3 separate regions of the Sus scrofa genome follow, and regions 2 and 3 are each linked to region 1. The links are chromatin contacts, called in public HiChIP or PLAC-seq maps. All regions are on one chromosome and are shown on one strand. Each heading gives the region's core, a stretch centred on a gene start, on an enhancer-like site or on the middle of the called end of the contact. The rest is flanking DNA. Distances are from core to core; before and after follow the strand shown. Region 1 has its middle 80 kb from the start of CPXM2. Region 2 has its middle 59 kb from the start of OAT. Region 3 has its middle 42 kb from the start of OAT.

Region 1 (3,411 bases), core at 93-2,592:
CTGCTCCTGGAACCGGGGGTCTGGGGCTCAGTCCTTGGCCCCTCTGAGCCTCAGTGTCCCCTCCTGTATAATGACAGAACCAGAATAAATCTGATGCCTCTGTCCCAGGGTGGTGGTGGGGATCCAGACCCTCAAAGGGGCACGTGGCACAGGGCCTGGCATTCAGCAGGTGCTCAGTAAACAGCAGGCGCCGTTATTACCACTGTCCCCACTTGTCCTGCATGTGCCTCTTGTCCGGCCTCCCCAGTGACCCTGATGTCTGCCTCCCGTCCCCTAAACATCTTGGCTGACCTTCTGCGCCTGCTCAGTGCCCTTGGCCATTCTGCAAAATGCCCTCTGGTCAATTGTGTGTTTACCGCAAGTTGAAATCATGTTGATTTCCAAGTCTTTCTTATGCCAGTGGTGCTTGATATCAGAAATGTGTGATTTAGTAGAATATAAACCAGAGTTCCCATGGTGGCTCAGCAGGTTAAGGACCTGAAGTTGTCTCTGTGAAGATGTGGGTTCGATCCCTGGCCTCATTCAGGGGCCATAGTGCCGATCCCCATGGGCTGGCAGCTGCAGCCCCCATTTGACCCCTAGCCTGGGAACTTCCCTTATTTATTAAATAAATAAAAAATAAACACATAAGCCAGCTATCCTCGGGCTGTTTGGTAACAAGGCTCCTTTATGCTCTTAAAAATTACTGACGATCCCAGAGAGCTTTTGTTTACGTGACTAACATGCATCAGTGTACTTACCGTATTAGAAATTAAAGCTGGGAGATGTCTGACGCCCATGAGAGCACAAGCACGTGGTCCAGCAGCAGAGTGAGCCTCGGCCACTGTGTCATCACCTTCATGAGAAAATGAGAGGGCGAAGTTGGTCTCAGTGTGACCAGCAAGAGTTTTGTTTTGTTTTGTTTGCTTTTTAGGGCCGCACCCGCGGCATATGGAGGTTCCCAGGCTAGGGGTCCAATCGGAGCTATAGCCGCCAGCCTGCACCACAGCCACAGCAACACCAGATCCTTAACCCACTGAGCGAGGCCAGGGATCGAATCCACACCCTCATGGATACTAGTTCGGTTCTTTAACCACTGAGCCACAACGGGAACTCCAAGAGTTTCAGTGCTGACTGGTGGGTCTCCTGAGGGTCCCAGGGGTTGCCAACATCCCTGGACCACACTTTGAGAACCACTGATGTAAACAGATGAAATACAAATGCAAAATAGGAGGAAGCTTGAAAAGCAGGTCGGAAGCTTTGGAAAGTCCCAGCACACAGCAGGAAATAATTCTGGGAGAATCAGCTCATCCGCCATGAGCCACTCGGCCTTTGGATGCTTTGCAAGTGGCTTCCAGTTCTCGGGCCCCTTTAGAGAACCAACGCCAGAAACCACAGCTGATTCATCCTGATGTGGTTTCGTCCACAAAGATGACCCCAGAACTCCAATCTGCAGATTCATGGTCGGGCATGGGGTGGGGGGAGGCTTGGCTTTTATTTAATCAAAAGACAAGCGAAGGTACTTTAAATATCTTAAGTAAAAATCAAATGTGTAATGTGTATGTGGTTACGTAGGCTTTCCCCCTTATCCAAGTTGCCCAGTTAACTCTACAATTGGAGAAGCTTCGAGAATTCTGGCCCAACCCTCGCGTCCCGCCCCCGTGGACACCAGCTCCGCACCTCATCCGTGCCTCCCACCATTAAGGCTCTGGCCTCCCAGTTGCGTCACATGATCAATGCTCCATAAACACGTGGGGCAAGACCTGGGGAAGGAACCATCCAAAGAGCAAGGAGCAGCCCCTGACCCCACCCCACCCAAGGCCTGGCCCCGTGCCTTGTGCAAAACAGATGTTCAGAAAATCCTGGCTAAAAAATTAAAGTTTGATTCTTCGCACCCTTTCCAGCTGGAGGGTGTCCCCTTGGTGCCTTGGAGGTCATTAGGCGGGGCTGAGCCCAGAGGTGGGCCATCCACTTCTGAGGTGACGCTGGGCGCCCCCACTGCCAGCCTTGATGTCCACCTGGTCCCAGGAGTGGGAGGCTTAGTCAATTCCGAGCTAAAAGCAGAGGAGAAGCCTCTTCCGGCGGGAGTCCCAGCCATGAGTCCCTTTTGGCAGAATGAAGCCATGTTCATGGCCCTTGCTTTCCCCTAGCAGCCCCAGTCACTGCCCAGACCCTAGACGGGCAGGTCTGCAGAGACCGCTGGCCCAGAAGGCCTAGAGAGGGCTGCCCCATCACTAAGGGCGTCTGAAACGGGGACGACGTATGAAATGCAGACAGGCTGCTGGGGAGGAAGGGAGGGGGCAGGGGCTATGCATTGGCACCATGGTTAAAAACATTGACTTTGAAGTTAAAAAGCAAAAAATCTGAGTTGACATTCTGGCCTTTTCTTTCCGGAGATTGGAGCTGTGTGACCTCAGGCAGGTGTGTAGCCTCTCTGATCTTCAGTTTATGCTTTCATGTACCATTGCCTTGTTAATTCCAACACGCACTCATGAGGCCCATGGACTGCAGATGTGGAAAGGGCCCGTGGTGTCCCCAAGGTTACTTGAACCCGGCTCATCTGGCTCCAGGCCCAGGGCTCACCTCTCCCCACACTGTCCTCTTGGGGGGCCGAGCCTGGTGGGTGCAAGTCAGATGGTCCCTTTCAGGGGAAGAAAGGTAAAGAAGGATGGCTTGGGACTCTGGGAGAAGATGCTGGAAACTTTCCCACCTCGATTCCCCAGACCCAGGTTTTTTCTGCCCAGCGAGAAGGGAATTCCTTAGGGAGGCGAAGGGCTGACCCCTCACCGTGGCCTCCTCACTGTGCGCAGCCTGGGGGAGGACCAGGCTTCAGGCCCACCTGCTTCTAGATCGGACCAAGGCCTGACCTTAAAGGGGCTACTCAGAGCAGGCAGAAGAAAGTCCCAGGAGCCCCAGTGCCTTTGCTGCCCCAAGCAAGGGGTCCTCAGGGCAGGAGAGGAGACCCCTGTGTCTGTACCCCAGGCTCAGATCGGGGCATCCACAGGGAAAGGGCTGATCCTACTCCTTGCTCTGCCCGCCCCCAGGGCACGGTGATGCATACAGGTGCAGCCTGAGCCGGTCCCACCGCGGGAGGACTCAGCCACTCTCAGGCGGCAGCCCAGAGAGCCCGTTCTTCCTCGTGGGCCTGCTGCACTCGCTGAGATGCCACCACTTGTGCCTCTGTGGTGTCCTTGTCACCTGAAGGCTCTCAGGGATAGCAACCGCCAGGCCTCAGGGATCAAGGGCCACCCAGTCTCCCTCTGCCACTTGGGACCTGAGCAGGAGCAGGTTGGCAAAGGATGGGAACCAAGAGGGGGAGGAGGAGGAGGGCTGGGGACAGGGGCCAGGCTGACGGCTGGGCCTCTTGGAGCCGGGACAGAGCCAAGGTCAGGGAGTGGAGGCTGGCTTGGGACCATTAGGCACGAGTGCTGA
Region 2 (3,152 bases), core at 586-3,085, 310 kb after region 1:
CAGGGGCGTCACCTACAAAAGCGCTGGAGGTGCCCTGCCCAGAACACTAGAGGGTCAGCACAGCACCAAGGGCCTGCACGGTCTCCTCCCGCACACACCCCCTCCCTCCACCGCACCCCCCAAGCGGCCTCATCCCAAAGTGTAAGTCAGAGAGCAAAGGCCCAGGGAACTCGTGAAGGCCACGCGTCCGCGTGCTGCCGTGAGAGGTGGCCGTTATCAGCAGGAAAATGATCTGCTTCCTACACGGTGACCTAGAATTAGGAGGAAGAAGCCAAGGCAGGACCAAGCGCTGGCCCCACCAGGACCCTGGTGGACCCAGGCATTAAGGGGAGTTCCGCTGAGGCTCAGCTGGTTAAGAACCCGACTAGTATCCACGAGGATGGGGGTTCAATCCCTGGCGTTTGATCAGTGGGTTAAGGATCCAGCGTTGCGGCCAGCTGCACAGCGTAGGTTGCAGATACAGCTCAGATCTGGCGTGGCTGTGGGGTAGGCCGGCAGCTGCAGCTCCGATTGGATCTCTAGCCTGGGAACATTCATATGCTGCCAGTGCGGCCACACAAAGCAGAAAAAATAAAATAAAAATAAAAAAGACATCAAGAAAGTTGGCCCAGAGGACAGGCATGTCAGGGGCCCTCCGAGGTGAGCTGTCCCTGGCCAGGTTGGCTACTGATGGAGAACGAGAAAAAATTGAGACCGTCCAGCAGCCAGGCTTAGCCTCTGGCTGGAACCCACAGGCCTGCCAGAGCTTGCAGGCCTGACTCAGGGGCGTCACCACGTCCAAGGTCACAGGGTCACCACATCCCAGCGTTACTAAGTCACAGCCTTACCACTGGTGCCTCTGGAGGGTTTTCTGGGTCCAGGCCATGGCAGCCGAGAAAATATTTTCCGCAAAGCCATGCCCAGTGACCCACCAGAATCCCCCCGCCCACATAAACATCCCTGGATCCCCGCAGCCCGTCAGCAGGAAAGGTTCATGTGCTTCCCTTAGGGCTTCAACTCTAAACGGTGCCCAGAAATTTTTATAGATCTATTTTTAAAATCAACTCTGGGAGAATTTCCTCATCAGCAGCTGTGGAAGCACAGCCGGGTCCAGGAGCAGGACGACCTGGCCAACCTCCAGCCCCTCCGCCTTCGTCAAACCGTCCCCCTGGGCAGAACACATGTCCCCCCACGCACCACCTCTGCCCGCAGAGGTCATTTCCTGGCAACCAAGACAGCCAACAAGGCTTATCCTTTGCCCCCAAGGAAGCCTTCAGAGCCAGCTGCTTTCATCCAACCCCCCATAAGTATGCTCAGCCAGGGGCAGGCTTCCAGCAGAAGCACCAGCCCGAAGGTGAGCACGGCATACTTTAAAATCCCAATCCGGGAGTTCCCAGTAATGAACCCGACTGGTATCCACGAGGATGTGGGTTCGATCCCTGGCCTCACGCAGAGGGTTAAGGATCCAGTGTTACCGGGAGCTGGGGTATAGGTTGCAGACACGGCTCAGATCCTGCGTGGCTATGGCTGTGGTGTAGGCCAGCAGCTACAGCTCCGATTCGACCCCTGGCCTGGGAACTTCCATAGGCCGTGAGTGTGGTCCTAAAAAAAGTAAAAATAAACAAATGAAATAAAATGCCAACACCACCTACTTCCAGGGCCCTTGAGGCCCAAAGAAATAGTTTCTCTGTCTGAGTTTCCAGGTCCCCAGGGGTCAGGGAGCATGAGAAGGACAGCTCTTGGTGCCAGGCCTGTGACATCATTTCCCCTCCGCATCTGGCTCTGTCACTGTGGAGAAGTTACTTCCCTTCTCTGAGCCTCAGCACCCTCCTCAAAATGAAGGGATAGCACTGACCCCTCTAGCAAGTTCAGCCCAGCCTCCCGAAGCTTGGAGACACGGCTCGGGCCACACCCTGTCCTGGGCCAGGCTCAGCAGGCCTACGGCAAACATTGGCTCCTGACCCCGCAGCCCCCGGCCTGAAGCCTCAGCACCAGAGGAAGGCTGGAGAAAACGGTGCTCTTTTTTTTTCTTTTTTCTTTTTAGGGCCGCACCTGCAGCCTGCGGACCCAGGCTAGGGGTCGAATTGCAGCTGTATCCACCAGCTTACGCCATAGACAAAGCAACACCAGATCCGAGCCCCATCTGCAATCTACTCCGTGGCTTGTGGCCATGCTGGAGCCTTAACCCACTGAGCAAGCCAGGGATCGAACCCCCATCCTCATGGACACTAGTTGGGTTCTTAACCTGCTGAGCCACAACAGGCACTCCAACAGCGCTCATCCTAACAGCCTCAGGAGCCCTCCTTTGCGGATGCTCAGGCCCTGCGGACTGGAATCTGCTAGAATGGTGGATCCAGACTGAAGGGAGCCAGTCCCCGGGGACAATCTGTCCCCACAGGGGCTCCTTCCCCAGGTTGTACAGCATGAGCAGAGGCCCCGAGGGTGGCCTTGGGTCAGTAGGAGCTGGGCCTCACAGGGCGGCAACCTTCTCAGAAAATCCGGAGCACAGCAGCCCCTGGGAGGACTTTGGTCGGGGGATGAGTCCTGGGGTGTTCGCTGCTGGGAGCAGAGAGAGCAAGACGGGCTTTTCTGGGGGAGAAGGACAGTCCTAATGGCAGCCTTTCTGCAGGACATCCTGGCAGCCCGAAGTCCTAGGCCTGGCGCGGGTCTCCGTGCGCTCTCGCCAGGCTCACTCACTTAAAGGTTGATTTCGGCCCTTCGGCAGGGGACGTGGCTGTGGAAGATGCCAACAAGAATCCTGCCCTCCAGAGCTTGCAGACAGACACAAATCAAACCACCAGATGAAAAACTCACCCTCCGTGATAAGCGCTCCCCCAGGGAGACAGAGAGGGGGGTGCCCAGGACGAAAACGACAGAACCTCCCAAGGAAGAGCTTCCTGAAAAGATGCTGGGCCAGGACTCGCAGGTGAGGGGCCCACCCGGCCGAGGGCAGGGCCACAGAAGCGTGGGTGCCCAGGCTCAAGGTGGGATCATAGCTAAGGTCGAAGGAGCTCTTACCTACACCAGGCACGGGTCCCAGGCTTCACAGGTAGTGTATTTCTCTCCAAAACCCAATCAGGGAGCTGCTGCATTTACTCTTCACTGATGGGGAAACTGAGGCACGGTCCAGTTAAGGGACTTGCCCACAATCATGCCACTGGAAATGGAAGCTG
Region 3 (3,319 bases), core at 456-2,955, 330 kb after region 1:
ATGAAGATGCTGGCTAGGACCTCAGCTCGGAGAAGACGGGGCTGGATGTGGCCCAGGACCGTCTGCCCTCCCAGCTGAATGAGTTTGTGTTCGCAGGACACAGGAGCGAGGGCAGTGGTATGAGAAAGACTTTTGCCCGAAATGCCTGTCCAGCAGCCTCCCCGTCACCCCCAGACCCTCTGCGCCTTCCTGACACTGCAAGATCCAAGTGCCCGGGGCTTGGTCCTTGACCCTCTTCTCTTGTCTCTCCACCGTCAACCTTGTGACTCTCATCCAGTTTCAAGACCTTAAGACTCTGTATGTCAGAGTTCCTGTTGTGGCTCAGCAGTTAACAAGCACAACTAGGATCCATGAGGACGCAGGTTTGATCCCTGGTCCCACTCAGTAGGTTACGGATCCGGCGCTATCGTGAGCGGTGGTGTCGGTCGGTCGCAGGCACAGCTCTGATTCAACCCCTAGCCTGGGAATTTCCATATGTAGCAGGTGCTGCCCTAAAAAGAAAAAAAAAAAAAAGACTGGATGTCAAAATTTTCCAGAAGCTCCCGTCTCAGTGGTTAACAAATCTGACTAGCATCCATGAGGACACGGGCTCGATCCCAGGCCTTGCTCAGTGGGTGGGGGATCTGGCATTGCTGTGAGCTGTGGTGTGGCTTGCAGGCGCGGCTTGGATCTGGCATTGCTGTGGCTGTGCTGCAGGCCAGCAGCTGTAGCTCTGGTTTGACCTGTAGCCCAGGAACCTCCATGTGCCTCAGTGAGGCCCTAAAAAAGCAAGCAAGCAAGAAAATTCCCGCATTGACCCTTCCAGCCTGATCCCTTCCCTGAACTATCCAGCTGCCTATTCACACATTTCCACTTGGGTGTCTGACAGATACCTCCGTCAGCCCAAAAATGAGTGGCCCAAAAAATCAAGGTTTTGTTTCTCTCTCTCTCTCTCTTTTTTTTTTTTTTTTTTTTTTGCTTTTTGGAGCCACACCCACAGCATATGGCAGTTCCCAGCCTAGGGGGTGAATCAGAGCTGCCACACACAGCCATGCCAGATCCTTAACCCACTGAGTGAGGGCAGGGGTCAAATCCACATCCTCATGGATACTAGTGGGTTCCTTACCACCGAGCCAGCACGGGAACTCCAGGCCTTACTCCTCATGATTCTCTTGGTTGGGAGCTTGGGCAGGGCTCATCTGGGCGGTTCATCTGCTCTGCGTGCTGTCAGCTGGAGTCACTCCCAAGGCTTCATCCTTCCGGGGGCTCAGCTGGGGCTGGAATGTGGAACGAGGTCCTTCTCCCAGGTCTGGAAGTGGGTGCCGCCTGTGTGTCCACCAGCTTCTCCTCTGGGAATCTCTCCCAGCCACTTACAGCTCAGCGCCTGGCTCCCAGAGAGCAAAGCCAAAGCTGCCGGCTCTTCAAGGTGAGGCCAGGAATGAACACGGCCTCCTTTCCCCCCCTCTCTAGAGATCAAAGCGAGTTACAAACCCGGCCCTAATTCAAGGGCGGGGGAGAGGAAGGGAAGCCTTGGCCTCCTGGTGGAACGGGGGGCGGGGGTGGAACAGCAGGGCAGGGCTTGTCCCCCGTCCTCTTTGGAAACTGTCTACCAGGACGAGCCAGACGCCTGGCTGACATCTGCTCCGTCACAAGTCCTGTTGGCTCCGTTCTCAGAAGCCATGTGGGATCTGACCACTTCCCTCCACCCCCACGGTGCCCAGCCTGGTCTGAGTCACCAGCATCCTTACCCCATTTCCTGGTCAGCCTCCCGAGAGAGCTCCCTAGTTCTCCTCTTAGAGTCTCTTCCCAACACAGCAGCTAAGTTGAACGTTCTAACCTTGAGGTCAAATCATGTCACTCTTCTCTTCACCCCTCCCTGTGGCTTCCTGTTTCCCTGGGAGGGGACCCAAAGCCCTTGGGATGGCCCCAAGGGTGCCTGCAACCCCCACGCACCATCTGGCATTACCACTCTGACTTGGTCTCTGACAATCGTGCCCCTCAGGCCCAGCCCTCCAGCCAGCCTGGCCTTTGTCCATCCAGAGAGCGCCCTGCTGCCTGCGAAGCATTCTCTTCACCAGAAGCAGCTACGTGCAGGGCCCAGTGCAAAATGAAAATACAGGCCCTTGGAGAATCTGCTGTGGCTCAGCAGCAACAAATCCAACTAGGATCCATGAGGACGAGGGTTCGATCTCTGGCCCCGCTCAGTGGGTTAAGGATCTGGCGTCGCCCTGAGCTGCAGTGTAGGTTGCAGAGGTGACTCGGGCCTGGTGTTGCTGTGGCTGCGGTGGAGCCTGGCAGCTACAGCTTCGATTCAACCCCTAGCCTGGGAACCTCCATAAGCCACAGGTGTGGCCCTAAAAAAAATAAAAGAAAGAAGATACAGGCCCTTGTTCCAAATGACTACGATTTGCAAGGAGGCAACAGGAGAGCATTAAACCAAGAGCAAGGAAAAGTGCAGAAGGTATTAAACGTGTAATCTGGAGCCCAGGGTCCCCCAGCCCCGGGAGCCCCAAAGGGCCCGTCAGGACTCAAGGCAGAGCCCAGCAGGATGGGGCTGAGGGGCAGCAACACCAGGGCTCTAATGAGAGGCTCACAAAACCTGTGAGTCGGCCACCGCAGGTCCCAACCCTGCGTCTGAGTCGGGCCAGACTTAACGACCTGGGCTGGAGTCGCCACCAACATAAAGAATCTTGTTCCCAGCAATTTTTACAAGGTGTTTATGGCCCCAGGACAACCTGGGGCTGAGACTCAGCTTAGGAGGCGGCTGCCCAGACAATGGGGACAAAGAGTCAGGTCAGCACAGGGCCCTGCAGAGCCGAGGCCATTCACCCCCTATGCAGGACGGGGGATTGGACCCTCACCCTGTTACCTGGCAGCCCCCCACCCACCACTCAACCTTGAGAAACACCTTCCCCCCCAGCAGACCAGAGTGGGTACCCCACACTGTACCCAGATTCCTGGGGTCTGGGAGGTCTACCCCCACCAGTGTTTAAACACAGCCCCAGAAAACACCAAAAACAAGGGGGTGGGGTCTCTGAGTCACTGCCCCCAACAGCACCAAGGACCCTGGGAATGCTCTCTGCTCCCACAGGCCTCCCCATCAACTCGATCAGCCCACATGCTTCATAACAGTTCATCCAATGTTGCATTCCCGCTACTCAAGCACAGCCGTCACAAGGGTCCAAGGTGCGTGAGCTAAGCGCCCACACGGATGCGATTCAAGCATTTTACTTGAAGGCAGCTACCATTTACTGGGAACTTAACATGTGCTGGACTCGGGGAAAGGGCTTTGCGTGAATGATGTCATTCAGGCCTCACAGCACCTTGGGAGGTAAGCTTA

Evidence for each region. HiChIP or PLAC-seq counts read pairs in DNA pulled down with a chosen protein or histone mark.
Region 2: a contact with region 1 is called in an H3K27ac HiChIP or PLAC-seq map of alveolar macrophages. The contact joins two enhancer-like sites. A contact is called at or near these places in 2 of 2 datasets of contacts at active chromatin or transcription factors (alveolar macrophages and skeletal muscle).
Region 3: a contact with region 1 is called in an H3K27ac HiChIP or PLAC-seq map of alveolar macrophages. The contact joins two enhancer-like sites. A contact is called at or near these places in 3 of 5 promoter capture datasets (fetal liver, fetal skeletal muscle and liver), 25 of 47 Hi-C or Micro-C datasets (adipocytes, alveolar macrophages, blood and 13 more) and 2 of 2 datasets of contacts at active chromatin or transcription factors (alveolar macrophages and skeletal muscle).

What each region holds. Positions count from the first base shown.
Region 1 is chr14:133,454,394-133,457,804 of Sscrofa11.1, forward strand. No RefSeq gene overlaps it. Among named protein-coding and RNA genes, the nearest start is that of CPXM2, 80 kb to the left of the region's middle. Within about 2 kb of position 1,343, at least 5 of the 83 cell types and tissues checked have an H3K27ac peak or open chromatin away from gene starts, as enhancers often do. A contact at or near this core is called in alveolar macrophages and retroperitoneal adipose tissue, where this site is marked.
Region 2 is chr14:133,764,301-133,767,452 of Sscrofa11.1, forward strand. No RefSeq gene overlaps it. Among named protein-coding and RNA genes, the nearest start is that of OAT, 59 kb to the right of the region's middle. Within about 2 kb of position 1,836, at least 17 of the 83 cell types and tissues checked have an H3K27ac peak or open chromatin away from gene starts, as enhancers often do. A contact at or near this core is called in alveolar macrophages, where this site is marked.
Region 3 is chr14:133,780,631-133,783,949 of Sscrofa11.1, forward strand. No RefSeq gene overlaps it. Among named protein-coding and RNA genes, the nearest start is that of OAT, 42 kb to the right of the region's middle. Within about 2 kb of position 1,706, at least 12 of the 83 cell types and tissues checked have an H3K27ac peak or open chromatin away from gene starts, as enhancers often do. A contact at or near this core is called in alveolar macrophages and retroperitoneal adipose tissue, where this site is marked.